Regions from separate parts of the Zea mays genome. Here region 1 is linked to region 2. Evidence: chromatin contacts called from public Hi-C data. All regions are on one chromosome and are shown on one strand. Each heading gives the region's core, a stretch centred on a gene start, on an enhancer-like site or on the middle of the called end of the contact. The rest is flanking DNA. Distances are from core to core; before and after follow the strand shown. Region 1 holds the start of LOC100284215. Region 2 holds the start of LOC100284278.

What was found. A called contact is a pair of places that touch in the nucleus more often than the background predicts.
Region 1: a contact with region 2 is called in a Hi-C map of tassel, with 4 times the contacts expected there. The contact joins the promoter of LOC100284215 here to the promoter of LOC100284278 in region 2. A contact is called at or near these places in 6 of 25 Hi-C or Micro-C datasets (bundle sheath, ear, leaf and 1 more).

Annotation. Positions count from the first base shown.
Region 1 is chr9:8,349,810-8,356,403 of Zm-B73-REFERENCE-NAM-5.0, forward strand. LOC100284215 reads left to right here and starts at 4,798. Exons shown (of 2, transcript NM_001371981.1): 1 at 4,798-5,147; 2 at 5,245-5,748. The coding sequence starts at 4,949. The coding sequence ends at 5,510.
Region 2 is chr9:8,164,102-8,170,915 of Zm-B73-REFERENCE-NAM-5.0, forward strand. It overlaps LOC100284278, which reads right to left and starts at 1,725. Exons shown (of 4, transcript NM_001157173.2): 1 at 1,312-1,725; 2 at 1,092-1,193. The coding sequence starts at 1,603.

The DNA.
Region 1 (6,594 bases), core at 3,548-6,047, 190 kb after region 2:
TGTCCGGTGCACCAGGGGACTTCACGCTGAACTCCTCACCTTCAGGAAAATCCAGAGGCGCTTCGCTATAATTCACCGGACTGTCCGGTGCTACACCAGACAGTGTCCGGTGCCCCAAGACTCAGCGTCTCTGAACTCGCCAGCTTCGGGAATTTGCTCCGCTATAATTCATCGGACATGTCCGGCGTACACCGGACTGTCCGGTGAGCCAGCGGAGCAACGGCTACTTCGCGCCAACGGTCACCTGCAGCAGCAATTAATGCGCGCCAGAGCGCACAGAAGTCAGGCACGCGCGAAGTGGCGCACCGGACACTCTACAGTACATGTTCGGTGTGCCACCAGACATCAAGGCGGGCCCAACAGTCAGAGCTCCAACGGTCGGAATCCAACGGCCTGGTGACGTGGCTGGCGCATCGGACACTGTCCGGTGTGCACCGGACTGTCCGGTGCACCATGCGACAGACAGCCTCCACCAAACGGCTAGTTTGGTGGTTGGGGTTATAAATACCCCCAACCACCCCACATTCAAGATATCCAAGTTTTCACACTTCCAACCACTTACAAGAGCTAGGCATTCAATACAAGACACACCCAAGTGATCAAATCCTCTCCCAATTCCACAAAAGCTTTAGTGACTAGTGAGAGTGATTTGTTGTGTTCTTTTGAGCTCTTGCGCTTGGATTGCTTTCTTCTTTCTCATTCTTTCTTGAGATCAATACTCACTTGTAACCGAGGCAAGAGACACCAATTGTGTGGTGGTCCTTGCGGGGAAGTTTTGTTCCTGGTTGATTTGAGAAGAGAAAGCTCACTCGGTCCGAGGGACCGTTTGAGAGAGGGAAGGGGTTGAAAAAGACCCAGCCTTTGTGGCCTCTTCAACGGGGAGTAGGTTTGCGAGAACCGAACCTCGGTAAAACAAATCCGTGTGTCACACTCTTTGTTCGCTTGCGATTTGTTTTGCACCCTCTCTCATGGACTCGTTTATATTTCTAACGCTAACCCGGCTTGTAGTTGTGATTAACTTTGTAAATTTCAGTTTCGCCCTATTCACCCCCCCCCCCCCCTCTAGGCGACTTTCAAATATAAAAACAAATAAAAAAGATGTATACTGGTCACTTTGTCGAGTGTTACACTTGGCAAAGAGGGTCTTTGTCGAGTGTCAGGTCATAGCACTCGACAAAGTACCTGTCGGGGACCATAATTAGGGGTACCCCCAAGACTCCTAAACTCGGCTGGTAACCACCATCAGCACAAAGCTGCAAAGGCCTGATGGGCGCGATTTAGGTCAAGGCTCCATCCACTCAAGAGACACGATCTCGCCTCATCCGAGCCCAGCCTCGGGCAAGAACAGCAGACCCAGGTGGATTCACGTCTCGCCCGAGGGTCTCCTCAAGCAACGGGCGCACCTCTGACTCGCCCGAGGCCCAGCTCGGGCAGGCTTCGCGGAGAAGCAACCTTGGCCAGATCGCCTCACCAACCGACCGTATCGCAGGAGCATTCAATGCAAGGATCGCCTGACACCTTATCCTGACGCGCGTTCCTCAGTCGACAGGGCCGAAGTGACCACAGTCATTTCGCCCCTCCACTGACTGACCTGACAGGAAAACAGCGCCGCCTGCCCTGCTCCGACTGTTGTGCCACCCGCCAGGGTGAGGCTGACAGCAGGCAAGTCCAGCCTCAGGCGCCATAGGAAGCTCCGCCTCGCCCGACCCTAGGGCTCGGCCCCCGCCTCGACCTCGGACGACGGACTCCGCCTCGCCCGACCCAGGGCTCGGACTCAACCTCGACCTCGAACGACGGACTCCGCCTCGCCCGACCCCAGGGCTCGGACTCAACCTCGACCTCGGACGACGGACTCCGCCTCGCCTGACCCCAGGGCTCGGACTCAACCTCGACCTCGGAAGACGGTCTCCGCCTCGCCCGACCCTAGGGCTCGGACTCAACCTCAACCTCGGAAGACGGTCTCCGCCTCGCCCGACCCCAGGGCTCGGACTCAGCCTCGACCTCGGAGGACTCACCGCCTCGCCCGACCTCGGGCTCGGACCGACCACGCCGCAGGGGGGTACATCATTACCCTACCCCTAGCTAGCTCAGGCTACGGGGAACAAGACCGGCGTCCCATCTGGCTCGCCCCGGTAAACAAGTAATGATGGCACCCCGCGTGCTCCATGACGACGGCGGTTCTCAGCCCCTTACGGAAGCAAGGAGACGTCAGCAAGGACCCGACAGCCCCGACAGCTGTGCTTCTACAGGGCTCAAGCGCTCCTCCGATGGCCACGACATCACATGAACAGGGCACCAACACCTCTCCAACAGCCACGTCGGCATGTACATAGGGCTCTGGCTCCTCTCTGCTAGACACGTTAGCACATTGCTACACTCCCCATTGTACACCTGGGCCTTCTCCTTACGTCTATAAAAGGAAGGTCCAGGGCCCTCGTACAGGTGGTGGCCGCGCGGGAGAACGGGCTGATGGACAGACTCTCGCTCTCTCTCTCTCTCTCTCTCTCTCGCGAACGCTTGTAATCCCCTAATGCAAGCGCATCCGCCCTGGGTGCAGGATAACATGAGCCGCGGTTCCCTCTTTTGTTCCCCCTTGTGTTCCATCTCGCGCCGACCCATCTGGGCTGGGACACGCAACGACAATTTACTCGTCGGTCCAGGGACCCCCCGAGGTCGAAACGCCGACAGTACCAATACGTGGGCACCGGTATAGTTTCTTTGCCGAGTGTGCTGGCCCTGGCACTCGGCAAAGAGACACGCTTTGCCGAGTGCCACAGAGAGCACTCCGCAAAGAAGCCGACAAAGGGACCCGCTGACGGATCCTTTGCCGAGTGCCAGGGCCAGCACACTCGGCAAAGGTAACTTCTTTGCCGAGTGTCTCCTAATACACTCGGCAAAGACGCCGTCTCTGTCACCCCGGCGCCGTGACAGCGACTTTTCTTTGCCGAGTACTGCTTGGCACTCGGCAAAGTCTGTGCCGAGTGTCGAAAAAAATTACTCGGCAAAGAAGACTTTGCCGATGTACTGTTCGCCGAACCCTCATTGCTGAGTGCGACACCCGGCAAAGCCTTTACCGAGTGTTTTTCAGGCAGGCACTTGGCAAAGCGGTCGATTCCGGTAGTGATATATATACGACGCTAGACATGCACCATGCATTACCACAAGCAAGTAAACACAAATTAAGTGCCGAAACAGTGTGTTGTTAATGGAGTCATGATGGGCACGCTACGAGATCGATGATTGAGCTCCGCACATTGTAGCCCCTGCTTGCATTGTCTTGCAAGCCACGTACTGCGCGCACCACCGAAACGCTTGTACATGTGGACGACGACGACGACATCACGTATTCACGTACGTACGCGACGCGAACTAGCTATAACACAGCGCGTAGAAGCGCATGTGCAGTGCAGTTTCACGCGCGTGGGTGGTACACGCAGTCTGTAGTAGTGTAGTGTAAGCAGCTGACCCTGACCTCTCGCATGTGAAACGATGGAAGAACACTCGAATACAACAGCTCACTCGACGATCATGGTGCCGTACGCTTTCCGGGTACCACACCACGCGCTGCGGAGTACAGACGCGGAGAGAGAGAGGGGCTAGACACAGGAGGGGTGACGCCGGCGTGACGCTGAGAGTGAGTGAGCGCGCGCGCGCTGTTCTTCCGGCAGTTCTTGGCGGCAACGCTGCTGGAAGCAAAGCAAGCAAGCCCCCCACCCCGTGTGATCCCGCTCAATAACGTACTACGCTGTGATTGTTGGAACGTGCACGCATTATATTACAGAGACCGGCAAATCAAAACCCGTGGCCGTGTGTCTGCATCCCAAAGGCCAAAGCTAAGCTAAAAACATTTCTATAGAGAGAGAGCACACTGAAGTTAGTTTCAAAGGTAAGCGATTTTCGGGTACAGTACAGTACAGCGCACTCCAACTCCAACAAGCTAGCGCGGGCGCGAACAAAATGGTCGGTCGGATCCCGTGCCGAGGACGTCGTCGTCGTCGACGAATAGTTATTGACCGCCGTATTGCCACAAGCTGACCTGAGCGTCTGACGGACGGTGGTCGGTCGGTCGTGATCCACAATCCACACAAAAGCTAATTACTGAAATTAAGAAGGTAGCTAGCACTCTCAGCATGACGTGATCATGAAGCATGCATGCATCGGGACGATCGACGACGATTATACAGGTAACCTATGTTGCTTCCAGTTAATTACATGCGACTGATCGGCTAGCGGCCGGCCTAATCATGTCGCACCCCGCACCCAAGGGAAAATAACACAAAACACGCGCACCCTTCCGCGCGGCGGCATAACGTCGAAAAGGCGACGGCAAATTAAGCGTAGGGCGCAACAGCGTAGAGTATATCTGGAGTAGGAGAGTAGCTAGCTTATTAGCTAGTAGATGATGTGCGGAATTCCACCTCCCACCAACCCCCGGCCGCGCGGCCCAGCGAACACCGCCACTAAGCACGCTGATCGCGCTAATGGCGCACCAATGCAAGCAATGGCCAGCCTTGTGTTTTCACGCCAATGCAAGTGGGTGTCGCTTTAACCGAAAACTACGTCGTCGTCGTCGCCGGCCGATCGATCGTGTGATCCGGAGCCAACGACTTGGCCCGGCACGTCACCCCTTTTTTCTTCTTCCAGCGAGCTCTCTCCTGCCATGGAGGAGCGGTCAACTTTGCGACATCATTACGCGCGCGTCCTCCTGACTGGTGATCAAGCAAGTCCAGCAGCCCGGCCACCTGAGCCTGATGCAGGCTATATATATATATACACCGTCCCATGCCATTGCCCGCCACAAACACAACCGAACGACGAAGCGTCCGACGATCCAATAGGGCCGGCTAGCAAGTGCATGCACACGCGTAGCAGCTAATAACTGCCTGTGTGACATATAGAGAGGCAGCTACCGACTACCGTACGGTCGAGAGAGAGATAGCTTAGATCGATGGAGGCGAGGAGGAGCAGCGCGGCGCTCGTATCCGTGGCCGCCGCCGCCGCCGCCGTCGCGCTGCTGCTGGTGCTCGCCGCCGAGCCGTCCCGAGCGGAGCGGTTCGTCGTCGGCGACGCGGCGCGGTGGACGTGGGGGTACAACTACACGGACTGGGTCATCAGGAAGGGGCCCTTCTTCCAGAACGACACCCTTGGTGAGTTTGAGAGCACCAACGTTCTTCCCCTGCTGTGTAATAAGTTTATTGTGGTATGCTATGAACTGAACACACACACACACATATACATATGCAGTGTTCATGTACGACCCGCCGAACGCGACGGTGCACGCGCACAGCGTGTACCTGATGCGCACCGCCGCGGACTACCAGTCGTGCAACCTCAAGGCGGCCAAGCTGGTGGCCAGCGTCACGCAGGGCGCCGGCTCCGGCTTCGAGTTCGTGCTCCGGAAGCGCAAGCAGCACTACTTCGTGTGCGGCGAGCGCGGCGGCATCCACTGCACCATGGGCCAGATGAAGTTCGTCGTCAAGCCCAAGAGCTCTGCCTGCCGCGACGACTGACTGACACGCCGCCGGACGCCGATGTCGGTGCGCGTACGTGTGGCCTCGATCTCGTCCTGTCTTTGTTCGATCTCTGCATGCCGCCTTCTCAGTCAGATCATTCCTCCTGTCCAATTGTTGCGCCCTGCTTGTAAGTTATTATTACTATCAGTCGGTGTGGATTTACTCAGTGTGTTGACGTATGATTCGTGCTGTCTGATACACCAGTGTTTATGGATGAAAAGGTTGGTTCAATAAATTAGTGAGTCTTTGTTTCTGAAGTCTCAAGTGTCGTTACTCGTTAAGAGCTAGTAATTTCACAACTCCATTTTTTCAAGAGATTTTTATTTTCCTAGGAGAAAATAAATTAATTTCCTCTCGGAAAATAGAAACTGTCAAAAGAAGTCAGGCACACTTCCTACAAATACAAGTCGCTAGAGAGGACTCCCTGAAAATGGTTGCGGGTTTCAGCCAAACTTTTTTTTAGCAGAAATGGTTCTGCTGAAGGTCACCGGACCCAGCTGATTCTGAAGTCTGTTTGCCAAAGCCTAGGCACGCTCTCCGTCATCCTGCACTACCTCTACAATGACAACTCTCAAGCAGGTCCATCGCTTCCACTATCCGTCCATGTGACGGCATCAGCTCTACACCCCTTCTTCATCTCCAAAACAAGATTCATGCCCCCATCCACACTTCCATGCCTGCAGAGGCAGCCGATCAGCGCAGTGTAGTGTAGCTCACAGCATCTAGCACCACACCAGCATTCCTCATCTCCTGAAACACCGACCTCGCTGCCTCAATGTCTGCTAGTGCCCATTAACCAGCGCGACATAATTGAAGGCACTGAGCTCACATTCGTTCTTCCTCAAAATTCCAAAGATTGTGCGAGACTTATCCACCTGCCGGAGTCTACAGAACCCACCGATGATCACATTGTACAGCAGCTGATCAGGGACAAATGCGGTCCTTGGCGATAATCTCCTCCAATAAGCTCAAAGCCTTCCATTATCTTACCCCCCACGGCAGAGCCCACCGATCAGTGTTTAATATGTGACCAGGCTCGGCGGGTGTCCTCGCGCATTTCGTCGAGCACTTTGAAGACGGG
Region 2 (6,814 bases), core at 475-2,974:
ATAGCTAGAATCGGATTTTTAGGAATCTATAATTGAATCAAATAGATCCTAGGTTTACTTCCCATGACTTCAATTAGATTTGAAGGTTAATACAGGATCTTGCGGGTTGGCTATCAACTATCAGCCAATGTCTCACTTCACTTGGAACAATAGCCAAATTCTTGGAAGATCTATAACATAGCCTATGATCTACAACTATAGGCAATTTTTCAATGATTTGAAGTTTGATCTTATAAGTTCATTGAAGTACATCACAACACGGGACTGCATCATGGCTGTGTTAAGAGGTGTTGTGCTTCAAACTTGGGTTGGATGGGACTTCAATCAACTACCAGAGTTCAAAGTTCTAACCGGTCGACTGCAAGAAACTTGGTCATCACAAGTTTTATGAAAATAGGTATTTAGCCAAAAGCCTTAATCAGTTGATACGTAAAAGGTAATGTCATAATCTTACTGTTGTTAGATCTGTTCAAAGATGTTTGGCAAAAGGGCCTCTAGCATAGTGGTTAAGGCTTTCGAGTAGCACCTCCAAGTCCCGGGTTCCATTATACTCGGGGGCGAATTTTCGGGCTTGGTTAAAAAAATCCCCTCGGTGTGCCCTCCGGTTGGGCCGTTGCAGAGTAGACGGTTGATGTCGGCCCGTTAGTGATGGGAGGCCAGGGTTCGGAGATTTTATTCGGCCGGGACCAATGCTTCAGTCTCTTAATATTATACTGGGACAAGTTTTTGGGTAACAAGGCTTAAAGAATTATTTTAAAACAAAGTAAACTTATGAAGATACTTAGCCAACAAAGCATAAAGCATATGGAAAGCTACACCAAAATGTTCATGTTGGCTTCTTTTATTGGGGCATCCTGCTTCCCCAGCTCTACAATCCCCAGACCAGACCTCAGCATAATTCTCAAAAGGTGTCTAGCACAGTACGCTTGCAACTTTATATATGTCGATTCTTTCCTTTGATCCTTAGAAAGGTTGCATCCTACCAATCCGTGCAGCTCAAGGAATGAATGAAGCAAAGAAACGAGCACATTGGACTCTTAGAAGGAAAGGAGAAGACCCTGCTATCGCTTGCAGGGCTGCTGAGATCTCACAGTGTTGCCACGTGTCGCGGCTGAGGCTCTCGACCAGCTTGGTGGTCTCCCCCCACGACTTCCCCCACCTTGACAGCGTCTCCCTCATCGCCTCCACGGCGCCTGATAATGGGCCAATACATACATAGTGGAAATCAGAAACGAAGAAATCTCCTCTAGATAAAAGAGCAATACAACCGCAAAGCTGACACAACGCGTCGAGCTAGCCGGTGGGTTTTACCCTTAGACGAGGATGCGGGCCCACGGGACACGTACTGGCTGGACTCCGCCGCGGCGGCGGCGTGCACGTGCGTCGGCGAGTCGGACGTGAGCTTCTCGCTCCAGGTGACCGTCTTGGGCGCCGGCGCTGGCGGCGGGGGCGGCGGATCGACCGTCTCAGCCGCCGGCGCCGGCGGGGGCGGGGGTGGATCGGATGCGGGGACGGCGGCGCGAGCAGTAGTGTCGGCCTGCGCGGTGGCGGCGGAGGTGGCGGCGTCGGCGGCCGGGTGCATCTCGGTCGCCGGCGGCTGCATCTGAGCTCTGAGGGATGTAGGCGCGGTGGTGGGGTCCAAGGAAATGGAAGCGGGGAGTGGGGTGCTGGGGGTGGGGAAATGGGGTAGCTCGTCGCAGAACGTGCGTGGGGTTGGCAACTAGTGGCCAGTGGTGTGGTGGGGGTCAAACCCGTTTCAGTTCCTTGTTGCAACAAAGTCGCAGCTGGCACGCGGCGCTACAATTACAACGGGCAACTGCGATCCGGTTTGCTTCGGACTTGGCTCACGTCTCCATTGGAGTATTATTTCGCCCAAGTTTTTATAAATAAAGAGTAAATATAGACTTAATTAGATTTAATAAATCCGTATATATAATTAGTTTTATAATTAAACTATATTTAATACTCACAATTAATATTTAAAGATTTGGTGTGATATAATCTAAACTTTAGCTAGTGGAACCTAATACATCTTTGTTCTACCATATGGTTCCAGAATCAACAAATATAGACCCTATTTGTTTCGGCTTCTAGCAGCTTCTGACCACTAAAAGTTGTTGTGAACTGACAAACGCTTAGCTTTTTAGCCAGCTTCTATAAAATTTGTTGGAGCAAAAACCATCTAAAATCAACATAAACACATAATCGGCTGAGTCGTTGTAATAGTAGAAATCCGTCACTTTCTAGATCCTGAGCCCTATAAAACAATTTTATCTTCCTCCACACGTAATCGTAATGATACTTAGATTCTTCTCACAGTCAGATTCTTCTCACAGCCAGATTTTAAAAAAAGCTGGTCAGAAAAAAGCTGAACCAAACAGGCCCATAATATGATGAGGTTCTAGAGGTGGGCGGGTTGGTGCTCATTCGGGTCATGCCACCACTGTTGTACTACCTTTAATGTCATACTAGCTGGATGCCCGTGTGTTGCAACGGGAATATATAATACCAGTATACTACGATAACTTATATACAAAATCTGTGTTATATTGTTATGAGAAAATGTTTCATAATCAATTTGTGATCCTAGCCATACATAAGTTTTGTTATTTTAATCTAGTTATTTCACCGCTACATTGCAACCATCAGTATCATGCAGACTTCGATATATGCCACGATTTGTATGGTCTCATCATTGGAGAGCACGAGCACGTTCCACACATGCCGGAAAAATTCCCTCGTACATCGTTAGTCATCAGACACGCACCACCATATGCTCTTGCTTAAACAAAAAGGTAAGTGTGTATGTGTTTGCGAAGAGAATTAAAGGCAGGCCGGCACAAAAGCTACCCTGACGGTGGCGAGGATGACGAACTGGTCACTGTTGTCGATCCTCCTCTGTATCACCTCCGGCGCCAAGATGACGCCACAATCCTCGATATAGTAGTCGTCGAACGCACGCGACATGACGAGTACCGATGACTCTTGGTTGGGCTGCCAAACGAAGTGCACCCCGGGCTCATCAGCGAGGTAGTACCCCTGACCGTTGCACCACCGAATGCGCTATTCCACTACATACATCATGTTCGAGGACACTCACACAACGTCAGCAACGTCCATCGTCCCAGCGCACAAGAATTCATGTCCGGTTAGTAGCGACTTACGTGGCAGGTTGGGCTTCAGGTGGACGATGAGCTGGACGGCGTGATGGCGTCGTCGTCGAATGCGGTGTCCAGAACAACCCGAGAGTCGTCGACGTTGGCGACAACCATGAGGCCCCCCTGCTTAACGATGGACAGCGCGGTGCAGCTGCTCTGGACCGCGTCCAAACGGCGGCTTCGCGGGAGCTTGTCGTACACAGCGGCGCATGCGACCACGTAAGACTGCTTTTAGAGGTCGAACCGACAGTCGCCAAGCTTCTTCTCGTCATCGATGAGCGACGACAACACGAATGCCTCCTGCTCATGGAGTTTGTTCGGGGTTTGAAGTAGGAAACATGGATTCATGCTTGGCGTTGGTTTATGAAAATGACTCACAAGTCTGATCCATGGAAAAAAATATTACGAAGAAAAAATTTCACACATGCAAAAAAGGGAATTTAAGTATAATGCATTATTCAAACAAAAGAAATAGCATGCAAAGCTCTTCTTTAAATAATATTACCTCCATCCAAAAATATAATTCAAGAATATCGGTGATACTTATCTACTACTACGCATTGTGCAATGGTAGCAAGTGAGCTTGGAGAGAGATATAGTAGATGTGTTTCCTGTCATAGATGTAGACATAAACACATATAGGTGGGTGCTCGTGCGTTGCAACGGAAACATTTAATATCATGATAACTTATGAACAAATGTGTGTTATACTGTTATGTGAAAATGTTTCGTAATTAATTTGTGATCCTAGCCATACATAAATTTTGTTATTTCAATCTAACTATTTCATCACTACATTGCAACCAACAGTACCGTGCAGACTTCTATACATGATAGCTGAATGCCCGTGCGTTGCAACGGGAATATATAATACCAGTATACTACGATAACTTATATACAAAATATGTGTTATACCGTTATTGAGAAAATGTTTCATAATCAATTTGTGATTCTGGCCATACATAAATTTTGTTATTTATAATCTATCTGTTTCACCACTACATTGCAACCATCAGTATCATGCAGACTTTGATATATATCACGATTTGTATGGTCTCATTATTAGAGAGCACGTTTCACACATACCGGAAGAAATTCTCTCGTACATCGTTAGTCATTGACACGTACCACCATACGCTTTTGCTTAAACAAAAAGATAAGTGTGTGTTTGCAAGACTAATGGTCAAACATCGTATAACCACAAAGTTAGAATACTATATTAATATATTAAATAAATTAATCCAATAGACATAGATTAACACAATTAACATAGGATAAATAAATATCTAATTATAAAAGTATGAAACATGGTATAATCAATGTTGTTACTGCGTAGTAAATATTCATACGAGACTAACACAACTGGAACGATTCAATTTGGAATTAAAATGTGGAAGTTACGAATTTCCAAAGTTTCTATGTATTTGATATAGGATTAATTAGGAAATCAATTTTATTGTTGTTTTCATGACAAAACAGAGGTATTATGTGATAAAAATAATATTATAGAATTATAGAAATTGGAATGAACTCATTTGGATTTAATATGAAATTTCCATGAATTAAATGGGTTTCTGCAATTATTTTTAAACTAAAAATCAATTTCTAAACTCCTTTTCCCTATTTTCTTTATTTCCTGGACTGCGTCCCAAATTCCAGAAAGATCAGGGGCCAAGCTATAAATGTTTTTCTAGACTCAGTGAGCATACAGAGTGGACGGTGGGTTAAACACAAAAGACGTTTTAGTTGAAGTTGTACACAATTCAACATGAGTCATGTTGGCTAGAGGGTGAAAGGCTAGTCATGGATCTCAATAGATCCAAGGTTTGATCCCTAGGCAGCCACGATTTGATTTTTTTTTCTGCGCGCAGAAAACTGGTGTGCGGGATTGGACGGCTGAGATTGTAGAACGATAGAATGGACGGCTGAGATTGTAGAACGATAGAATGGACGGCTGAGATTGTAGAACGATAGAATGGACGGCTGAGATCGCAGAATGGCAGAACACAAAAAGGCAGGCTACTATTGCTAACTTAATAAGTAGTAGAGATTATTTATCGTTTATGATAATGATACAATCTCCAAAATATAGCTTTAACCATGTTTTTTATTAAAATACCAAGAAAACTCTTAATATATTTATACTTCTATAAAAAGTACTTTTTAAGATAAATCAATGCATATAAATATTAGGTTTCAAAACTAAATAACAAAACCGCTATTTGTAGTCAAAATTTTATAAGTTAACTTAAATCATGTCTAAAACGACAAATAATATGACACAAGAGCAAATACATGAATAGAACATAAGGCTATGGACATGTTCAATTGTATAGTTAAGGTGCCAAAAATTATCACACTTTGGCAAGGCTAAGAAATCATACCACACTTTTATGAGTCATTGACGAGTGAGACCTATTGTTGGTCACTTGTTCTTAAATGTTGTAGATAAAGAACAAGACAACACAATTGTCAATTATTATGGATCTTCGTCCTGCGAAGCATTATTTCCACGTGAGAATAATGCTCATCAGACGAAGATCAAGAAGGACTTACCTTCATCATTTAATATATGAATGGAAATGTAAAAGGATGAAGATAATAACTACATTTTATTAATTCATACACCTTTACACTTCATGAAACATGTACGAATATTAACAGTATTAATATTACATTGATACCTTCGGCTTGCTCGAAGATGAAAGCATGAAAGAGTGATTACCATTCAGCGTGAACAGTACGGTGGTACTGTTCACCTATTTATAGACACGAGATGCAGTCTGGGTAAAATTACATTCATGACCCTTGACATTTATCTACAAGCAGCCCGGGTAAATTTACATTCATGACCCTTAACATTTATCTACAGACGACCTGTATTATTAAGGTCTATCTGGTCTTTTCTTCTTCTGCTTGAGTTGAACCGAAGCTGATGATAGCTTCGACATTCTGCATAGTTGCTTCTACGCAAGATCTTCGTCTTAAGAAGTTGAACTGAAGCTGATGATAGCTTCGACGGGCCTCTGTATTATTTTGCCGAAGGTGTTTCTGTCTTGAGCACCTTCGGTGGGGAAGAGGACCCCCAACAGTAGCCCCTTCGCGATGCTAGATCGTTTTTTCGTAACGAGCTCGGTCCGCGAAAAACACGAAGGCTTCGGAATATCGAAGGTCCGAAAAACACCTTCCCTTAGCTTGTTATTGAAACGATTAAAATATTCTGGGCATTGGGTGGTCCACCGTTCAGCTAGTGTACACGGTCTAGCGGTTCGTCTTTCTCTCCCGCAGCACTATATAAACAGATAGGTTGGTGAGAAGTTACCACAATATTCATTGTCATCGCACTGTTGTGTTGTTAAAAATTTTAACCGAAACCGAAGCTTTCTGCATTGCGCTTTCGAACAAGCTCTTCGTCACTTGAGATCAGCTTCGTCTTAAGGAAACTAAACACTGAAATGGCCAGAGTAAGATCCACTGCTAGGGTGTCCCGTGAAGGAGACGAGGCCGAAGTAACTGAAACGACACCGATATCAGAAGTGATGAGACAATCAGATCTGGTTGTGCTGGAAGAAGCTACTGCCGAAGGTGCTACTGCCGGAGCTAAGCAGATTGTGGCCGAAGGCGGAAGTGACAACAAAAGTGAGGAGGATAACATC